3 separate regions of the Sus scrofa genome follow, and all the other regions are linked to region 3. The links are chromatin contacts, called in public Hi-C and promoter capture Hi-C maps. All regions are on one chromosome and are shown on one strand. Each heading gives the region's core, a stretch centred on a gene start, on an enhancer-like site or on the middle of the called end of the contact. The rest is flanking DNA. Distances are from core to core; before and after follow the strand shown. Region 1 holds the start of C6H1orf216 (UPF0500 protein C1orf216 homolog). Region 2 holds the start of SMIM12 (small integral membrane protein 12). Region 3 holds the start of SFPQ (splicing factor, proline- and glutamine-rich).

Region 1 (2,700 bases), core at 78-2,577, 480 kb before region 3:
TTCTTCCTTTTCCGTTTTATTTCCTTTTCTCTCTTAAAATAGTTGTCCTAATCATAAAATGATTTTTCTCTTCCACTTCCTTTATTTTGTTTACAGGATGTGTTGGTGTGATTTAATTTGCCATTTAATCTCTATTGCAGAGTGGGAAGTTAGAATTAAGCTGGGAATGGAAGAGGATGCCTCATCATAGAGATCAGACTCAAATTCTCTTAAAAAAAAAAGCAAAAGAAAGGAGGGGGAAAGACAATGGTATTTTCTAATGTATTACGACTCAAAAATGAATCCATATTAGTTTAGTTGAGGGTTTTTGTTGTTGTTGTTGTTTGTCTTTTGTAGGGCCGCACCCATGGCTTATGGAGGTTCCCAGGCTAGGGGTCCAACTGGAGCTGTAGCCGCCGGTCTACACCATAGCCACAACAACGCTGGATCCTAGCCGCGTCTGTGACCTACACCATGGCCTGCCAGAACCTTAACCCACAGAGTGAGGCCAGGGATCGAACCATAGTCCTCATGGACACTAGTCAGTTCGTTAACTGCTGAGCCACAACAGGAACTCCTAGTTGTGCTTGTTTTTAATTGGCAGGGGGAGGGGGGAGCATGGGGAAGTTATAGCCAATTGCTTGGTTTGTCCAGTAAAGGTGAGGGTGTAGAAGGGATCTTCTGGAAGATCCTATGACCTGAAGGCTAAATTTGTCCCATATTTTTTTCTGGGGCTGCCTCTCCTTAACAGCCAGTGCTTTTCGGTTTTATCAATAGAGTCAGCAATTACTCTGTTCATTAAATGACTTTAATCAGATAAGCACAAAAGAAACATATAACTTTAAATGGTGATAGCTGCTATTAAGAAAAGGAATAAAACACCCTGGAGGATAACATAAAAAGGGGGGACTAATCTGATCTGGGAGGTTAGAGGTTTTTCTGAGAAGAGATCCGAAATATGAGATGGGGGAGAGAATTTTCGGCAGAGAGAACAGTGTGGCAGAAGGGGCGTGAAGCCCAGCTGCAGAGGCGAGGGCACAGGCTGAAGCCGCAGAGGTGAAGCAGGATGCTCAGAGCCCCACGGCTGCTGCCCTAAGGATTTAGCCTGCAATGCGGAAGCCATTGAATGGTTTTAGGCAGGAAGGTGGAGACATGATCAGATTTTCATTCTGAAAATGTCACTGAATGTGCAGTGAGGCAAACCGATCGGAGGGATCCTGTGAACGCAGTTATGAAATAAAACAGAGTCTGCAAGGGCTGGGTCAAAGGTGCCGAAGGCTCAGGAGGCGGTTCCAGCGCTCCGGCCCTCGCGCGGCTCCGCGGAAAACCGAACCGACCCACGTGGGCCTGGCCGCCCCGCCCCGCCGCGCTGACGCCGCGCGACTCCGCAGTCCCGGCCTGGGTGGGAGCGCGACACGAAAACCCGCACCCACGCCCCTGCCCGCGTGGACGCCCAGGCCAAGGGACAACCCCCCCCCGCCCCCGCCACAACCCCGACGGAAGAGTTCCCGCCGCGGGCCTTCGGAACAGAGCTAGCTGGGCGGGCCGGCGCCTCCAGGCCGTGAGTGGGGGCCCGGAGCGGGAGGGTTTGGACCCCTGCCGCAGGGGGCGGGGGTCGCAGCCTCGGCCCAGCTGCCTCTTTGGGGGAGATTAAGGAAGGGCCGTCAGTATCCTCGGTCTCCCGGGGTAGTCTCCTTCCCCCACCCCCTCAAGGCTAGGCAGGAAGGGGGGCTGCCTCCTCCCACCCTTACAGAGCGCCCCACCTCGGCAAATTGCTAATTAGCTTGGAGAGAAACCTGATCCTGGGCTGTCTCCATTCCCATTTTACCGTCTCTGAGAACCCCGTGATTCTTAGTACCACCTCCACTCATCCCAGCTTCCCTCACGGCCCCCGCCCAAGCTTAGAAAAAAAGAAAACATTGGGCCAGGAAGATCTCCAAGCCCCTTGCTTAACAGGATGGAGTGTGTAGGTTACAAAGGGACTGTCCCTAAACCGTTGCTCCTAGGACCTCTTCCCACTACTGAATGTGGGAAGGGTCCCTGCTCCCTCCACTTACACTATCCCTCACTCTTACTGAACCCCCACTTTTTCGAATCCTAGTAATATATGGTCAATAGAAAGCTCTCGTCAAGTAAACACTAATTTTGGGAGAGGTCGGTTGTTGGGGAGGAAGAATAATGGGGCATGCCCTCTTTCCAGGGCCTCAGGATGGAGCAAGCTAGAGGCAGGGGCACCGGGATTGTGCTAGACATGGAGGCTTCAAAGGGCCGGGTCAGGGGAGAGAGGCTTGTCAGTGGGGGAGGGGGTTCCTCTCTGAGCAGAGGGGCGAACCTAGGCTTCAGCTGTAGCCTCTGCTACTGTTGTTGGGGTCTTCCTGAGCATAGATATCCCACTGCAGTCCCCCTCCCCCATTCACACACTCACTCGGCAAGGATCTACTGTACCTGGTTAGTGCCAGGCTCCATACTGGCTCCTGAATATGATGGAAGATATATAGAGGAATTCTATCTCTAGTCACAGAGCCAGAAGTGGAAGCTGCTATTGTAAGACAGATAAAAAAGCAAAACCCCAAAAACTTGAATAGACATTTACTGACCATCAAGAAACAAACATGGGAGTTCCCGTCATGGCTCAGTGGTTAACGAATCCGACTAGGATCCCTGGCCTTGCTCAGTGGGTTAAGGATCCGTGAGCTGTGGTGTAGGTTGCAGACACGGCTC
Region 2 (2,700 bases), core at 9-2,508, 290 kb after region 3:
AAAAAAAAAAAAAAAAAAAAAAAAAAGGTGGTTGGCGTTTCCTTGTAGTGGGTTAAGGATCTGGTGTTGTCACTGCAGCAGCTGGCTCCGGTCACTGCTGTGACAAGGGTTCTATCTCTGGCTAGAGAACTTCCACATGGCACTGGCGTGGAAGAAGCTCTTAAAGATTAAGAAGCATAAATAAATAAATAAATAAATAAATAAATAAATAAATAAATAAATGTGGGAAGGGGGCTCCAGGTAGATGAGAAAGCATAACTAAGGGCACAGAGATATAAAGCAGTTTGGTCCACATGGGGAAGTAGAAGGGGTTTAGCATGTGTTAGGAAAGACAGATAAGCCTGGCTGAGACTAGTGGAATAAGGATGGAACAGCAGGGCTAGGTGTGCAGGGATGGGGGGGTGGGCATTACGGAACTAAGCTTTGGTGTTATTTTCTATAAAAACAGACATCTGTACAAGGTGCAGTGGGGACACAGAGGAGAGAGTGAATACTTGTACCTGAGAGGTCAGGTAAAACTTAGGTTTTACTATATTTCAATTATTTGTATACTAACAGTAGTATCATTTATTTCCCTGCTTGCTACGTGCTGGCTCAGCACTTTGCATACATTATCTCACCTAACTCTCACAACATCCTTGAAATAGGTGTTATTACCTTTATGCATAAAAGGGAAAGGAGGGGAGTTCCCTTCGTTGCTCAGTGGTTAACGAATCCGACTAGGAACCATGAGGTTGCGGGTTCGATCCCTGGCCCTGCTCAGTGGGTTAAGGATCTGGCGTTGCAGTGAGCTGTGGTGTAGGTTGCAGACGTGGCTCGGATCCCGGATCCTGCGTTGCCATGGCTCTGGTATAGGCCAGTGGCTACAGCTCCGATTAGACCCCTAGCCTGGGAACCTCCATATACCTCAGAATCGGCCCTAGAAAAGGCAAAAAAGACAAAAATAAATAAACAAATAATTAATTAAATAAAAGGGAAAGGAGTCTCAGATTAACAATGTTCCCAAGGTCACATGGCTAGAAAACTGGACTAAATCAGAAGAATTCTTAAAAGTTCTGCATTATACTCTGCTGAGACCTTCTTGAGGCCAAGGGTTATGTCTTTTATTTTTCTGTGCCCAGACCTAGGGCTTAGAAGACGCCTAATAAACATCCGTTGAATACAAGGAGGCATGACCTTCCACTTTCTCCGCGCGAAAGCCCGTGGTGACGTCACTGTGAAACCTCCCAGCCGGTAGGGGGCGCTGTATCCATTTCAGCTCAGCGCGGCCCGCGGCGTAGCCTAGCTTTCCCGGTCCTTTGGCTGGAGTTCAGCCAATCCCGGCGCTCCGAGGGAGCCGGCGCCGGTGAGCGGGGTCCCGGGGCGAGGCCCCGCGGGTTCCTGGGATTGGCGACGTTGGTGCTCCCGGCGCGCCAGTGGAGGGCGGGAGCCCGACGGAGGAGTGTGGGCTGCGGGGCAGGTAAGCGAGCGTCCCGGCGGGCAGTCCTTCCCCCGTGAGCTGTTGCAGGGCCGCTTGTTGCTATGACGACGGCTCCTGGCCTTGATCTCTGAGTTAGGGGAGGGGTGATGGCGAGCGTCAGCTCCGGCCCTGGCCAGGCCTAACGGCTCCCTCTCTTCCTGGGGCTCAGCGTCGGAGTCTCAGCGCCCTGCAGACACGGAGGCTGGGGCTTCTTGGCCTCAGGCACGTGAGTGAAGAAGGACGCTGACGAGGCCGTCAGTCTGGTGGGATCGGCGCAGGGGCCCGGGAACCCAGAGGAAGGAGGAGGACAGACCCTTGAACCCTGACCTCTTTGTGTTTTCATACCTGCTTTGGGTGCGAGTGACCGTCAGGATTAATTCTACCCACTCATGTCTCCCCTCCTCTCCCCTGCATTCCTCAAATTTCGGACTGCGGCTTCGCGTCTCACTGGGCCTCCGGACTCCCGCACAAGAGCGGGTTTCCCGGCAACCCGTTTGACCTTTCCCGGACACTCAGGCTCCCTCCGTGCGGGGCTGGAACTGTGCGTCACGGTGTTTACCAGACAGTTGCTTCTTTAGTTTTGATAATCTGGGGATGACTTGTTAGAGTATTTAGTCTCATGTAATCAGCAAAGATACCAGTTGTGTATTCCTGCCGCCTTTTGAAAGCGGGTGGATGGATGACTACTGTGGTTTTAAACTAATGAGTTGCTTGAGCTCTCATTCATTCGACACACTTTTTGACACTTAGTGCCAGGAGGGGTGGGAGCGGTGGGGGATGGATAGGGCACAGTGGGGACGCACAAACCTGAGCCTTGCCCTCTTGGAGCGTGAAGAGAAATAGGAATAAATGGGGTAGGCCGGCTCACTGTGTGACACAGAGAAAGTGGTTATAAGTGTTGAATAAATGAGTAGATTAATTTATTTGGGAATGATTAGAATGTGAACAGTAGACAGAGGTAGAGCTTGTACTGCACATGAGATATAATATTAGTTGTGGACTCATGCTTCATATGTTTTAAGACAAATTGGAAATCTGAATGGAGAGTGGCTGTTGAGGGAAAGTGTTTGCTAGAAGAGAACTTGTTTACAAGGTAGGAAAGAAAATGGAGAAGTATTAGGTTTGACTTCAAGGGTGACTCTTTTTGTTTTTTTGTTTTCTGTTTTCTGTTTACAGCCACACTTGTAGCATATGGAATTTCCCTACTGCGGGCTAGAGGTCTAATTTGAGCTGCAGCTGCA
Region 3 (2,700 bases), core at 44-2,543:
CCTTTCTAGGGCCACACCTGCAACATATGGAGATTCCCAGGCTAGGGGTCTAATCGGAGCTGTAGCCACCCGCCTACACCAGAGAGGCAGCAACGCAGGATATGAGCTGTGTCTGCGACCTATACCACAGCTCAGGGCAACGCTGGATCCTTAACCCACTGAGCGAGGCCAGGGATCCAACGCACAACCTCATGGTTCCTAGTCGGATTCGTTAACCACTGAGCCACGACGGGAACTCCTGATTTGCATTTTTAAACATTTCTTATGATTTTTTTTTTTCTGTTATAGTTGCTATACAGTGTTCTGTCGATTTTTACTGTGTGAAGTGATCCAGTAATACATATATATATATATACATATTCTTTTCTCACATTATCCCCCATCATTTCCATCACAAGTGACTAGATATAGTTGCCTGTGCTATACAGCAGCATCTCATTGCTTACCCACTCCAAATGCAATAGTTTGCATCTATTAACCCCAAACTCCCAGTCCACCTCCCTCCCTCCCCTTTCCCCTAGGCAACCACAAGTCTGTTCTTCCAGTCCATGAGTTTCTTTTCTGTGGAAAGATTCATTTGTTTTGTATTAATAATCTAGTTTTAAAGCATCTTAATCTGTCCATAAAGTGTTTTGTGGTTTGTAGAATTAAGAAAAACGTTCATTTCTTCCTGTGATGTGTTTGTAAATTAGTGTATACACACAAAATCAAGGCCTTTCTTTTTGAACAAAGAGCAATCACTAAAGCCCATGGCGACACTTTTACTGCTAGAACAAACCAGTACTCCAGTGAGATTCCAAAATGAAATCAGTAAGATCAAGTGTGCGAAATCGGTAAAAAAAAATTTTTCTCTAAATTTATGGGCCCAGCACAAGGTAGAAAAGATAGCAGGCACTTAATTTATGCTTTTGAGCTGGAGGCTGTAGGTTCTTTCTGGGGGAGGATATCAGCAGGCTGCTCTTAAGGGCAATCAAGAAAGAAAGGACTTGCTAACATCTCTCCCCAGGAGCTGATAGGGCCCTGGCTATCTGCTTCCAAGGGAAAAATTGCTCCGGCGAACCCATTCAAATATCTCTCAGCAAATCACCGTCACCTACAGCCAACTCCTTTTCCGCCCATTGGCTTACTGGAAACTTCAGCCACTCCATGCCTCCCGCCTCTCATCCGGGAGCCAATAGGAAAGATTAACTCCTCGTAACTTAGCGTCATCAAGTACAGTAATTGCAATTGGCTATTGCTGCTATTGATCCAGAAGTAGGCGGGGCCAAGCCAGCCGGCCTATATAAGAGGAGGACAAAGGCGGCGCGCCGCCTGTGTCATCCGCCATCTTGTGAGAAGCAAGGTGGCCTCCACGTTTCCTGAACGTCTTCTCCGCTTCTGCCTCGACCGCCCCTTGGTTACAGACATGTCTCGGGATCGGTTCCGAAGCCGGGGCGGTGGCGGTGGCGGCTTCCACCGGCGCGGAGGGGGCGGCGGCCGCGGCGGCCTCCACGATTTCCGCTCCCCGCCGCCAGGCATGGGCCTCAATCAGAACCGCGGACCTATGGGGCCCGGCCCGGGCCAGGGTGGTCCCAAGCCCCCGATCCCGCCACCGCCTCCGCACCAGCAACAGCAACAGCCGCCGCCGCAGCAGCCGCCACCACAGCAGCCGCCGCCGCTTCAGCCGCCGCCGCACCAGCCACCGCCGCATCAGCAGCCGCCGCCGCCTCCACAGGACTCGTCCAAGCCCGTCGTTTCTCAGGGGCCCGGCCCGGCTCCCGGAGTAGGCAACGCTCCCCCGGCTTCTGGTTCGGCGCCGCCCGCCACCCCCCCGACCTCCGGGGCCCCCACGGGGTCGGGCCCCACCCCGACCCCGCCGCCGGCCGTCACTTCGGCGCCCCCCGGGGCACCTCCGCCTGCGCCGCCGAGCGGCGGTGTCCCCACCACCCCGCCTCAGGCTGGGGGCCCGCCTCCTCCACCCGCAGGGGGCCCAGGCCCCGGACCTAAGCAGGGCCCGGGACCTGGCGGCCCCAAAGGCGGCAAAATGCCAGGCGGGCCGAAGCCCGGCGGCGGCCCGGGCCTAAGCACCCCTGGCGGCCACGCCAAACCGCCGCACCGAGGCGGTGGGGAGCCCCGCGGCGGCCGGCAGCACCACCCGCCGTACCACCAGCAGCACCACCAAGGGCCACCACCGGGCGGGCCCGGCGGCCGCAGTGAGGAAAAGATCTCGGACTCGGAGGTGAGTGTCTCCCAGACCTACGCGTCGGTTTCTCTAAGATGGCGGCGGCCCCCTCTTTTCCCTTCCCTTCCCCTCCCCGCCCTCCATTTTGTCGGAGACCGGAAAGAGCGCCTGCGCGCGGGAGACGAGGAGGGGCGGGGCCGGCTGCCGGAGCGGGAGGCGGATGGCGTGGGTCCGCTAGCAGGCCCCTGTGGTTGGCCACCCGACTGGCGCAGCAGTCGCGGGGGTGGCCTTAAGGTGATGCTAAGCTATGGTGCGCCGTATTGAAACTAGCGGACTTTTGGAACCAGAGCAGAGTGAAATGTAGGATTGGAGAGATGGAGGGAGTTCCGGTCCTAAGCGCGCAGGCGCAAGTCTTGTCGTTGACAATGACACTTCCGTCCCTTTCCCTTCTTGTTAATACTTAAGCACTCTCTTATGTTTTGTCTGCTACGATTTTGATTCTGTCGGGGATACTCGGCATACGGCTGATGAGGTCCTGT

What was found. Promoter capture Hi-C pulls out the DNA fragments that hold promoters and counts their contacts. Hi-C and Micro-C count contacts between places; a contact is called where the count stands out from the background.
Region 1: a contact with region 3 is called in a promoter capture Hi-C map of fetal liver, with 2.8 times the contacts expected there. The contact joins the promoter of C6H1orf216 here to the promoter of SFPQ in region 3. A contact is called at or near these places in 3 of 5 promoter capture datasets (fetal liver, fetal skeletal muscle and liver) and 3 of 47 Hi-C or Micro-C datasets (embryonic fibroblasts, fetal skeletal muscle and skeletal muscle).
Region 2: a contact with region 3 is called in a Hi-C map of liver, with 6 times the contacts expected there. The contact joins the promoter of SMIM12 here to the promoter of SFPQ in region 3. A contact is called at or near these places in 5 of 47 Hi-C or Micro-C datasets (embryonic fibroblasts, fetal skeletal muscle, heart right ventricle and 2 more).

The regions. Positions count from the first base shown.
Region 1 is chr6:91,889,130-91,891,829 of Sscrofa11.1, reverse strand. C6H1orf216 (UPF0500 protein C1orf216 homolog) reads left to right here and starts at 1,327. Exons shown (of 2, transcript XM_021095921.1): 1 at 1,327-1,540.
Region 2 is chr6:91,112,244-91,114,943 of Sscrofa11.1, reverse strand. It overlaps SMIM12 (small integral membrane protein 12), which reads left to right and starts at 1,258. Exons shown (of 2, transcript XM_003362205.4): 1 at 1,258-1,459.
Region 3 is chr6:91,406,829-91,409,528 of Sscrofa11.1, reverse strand. It overlaps SFPQ (splicing factor, proline- and glutamine-rich), which reads left to right and starts at 1,293. Exons shown (of 11, transcript XM_021095898.1): 1 at 1,293-2,218. The coding sequence starts at 1,406.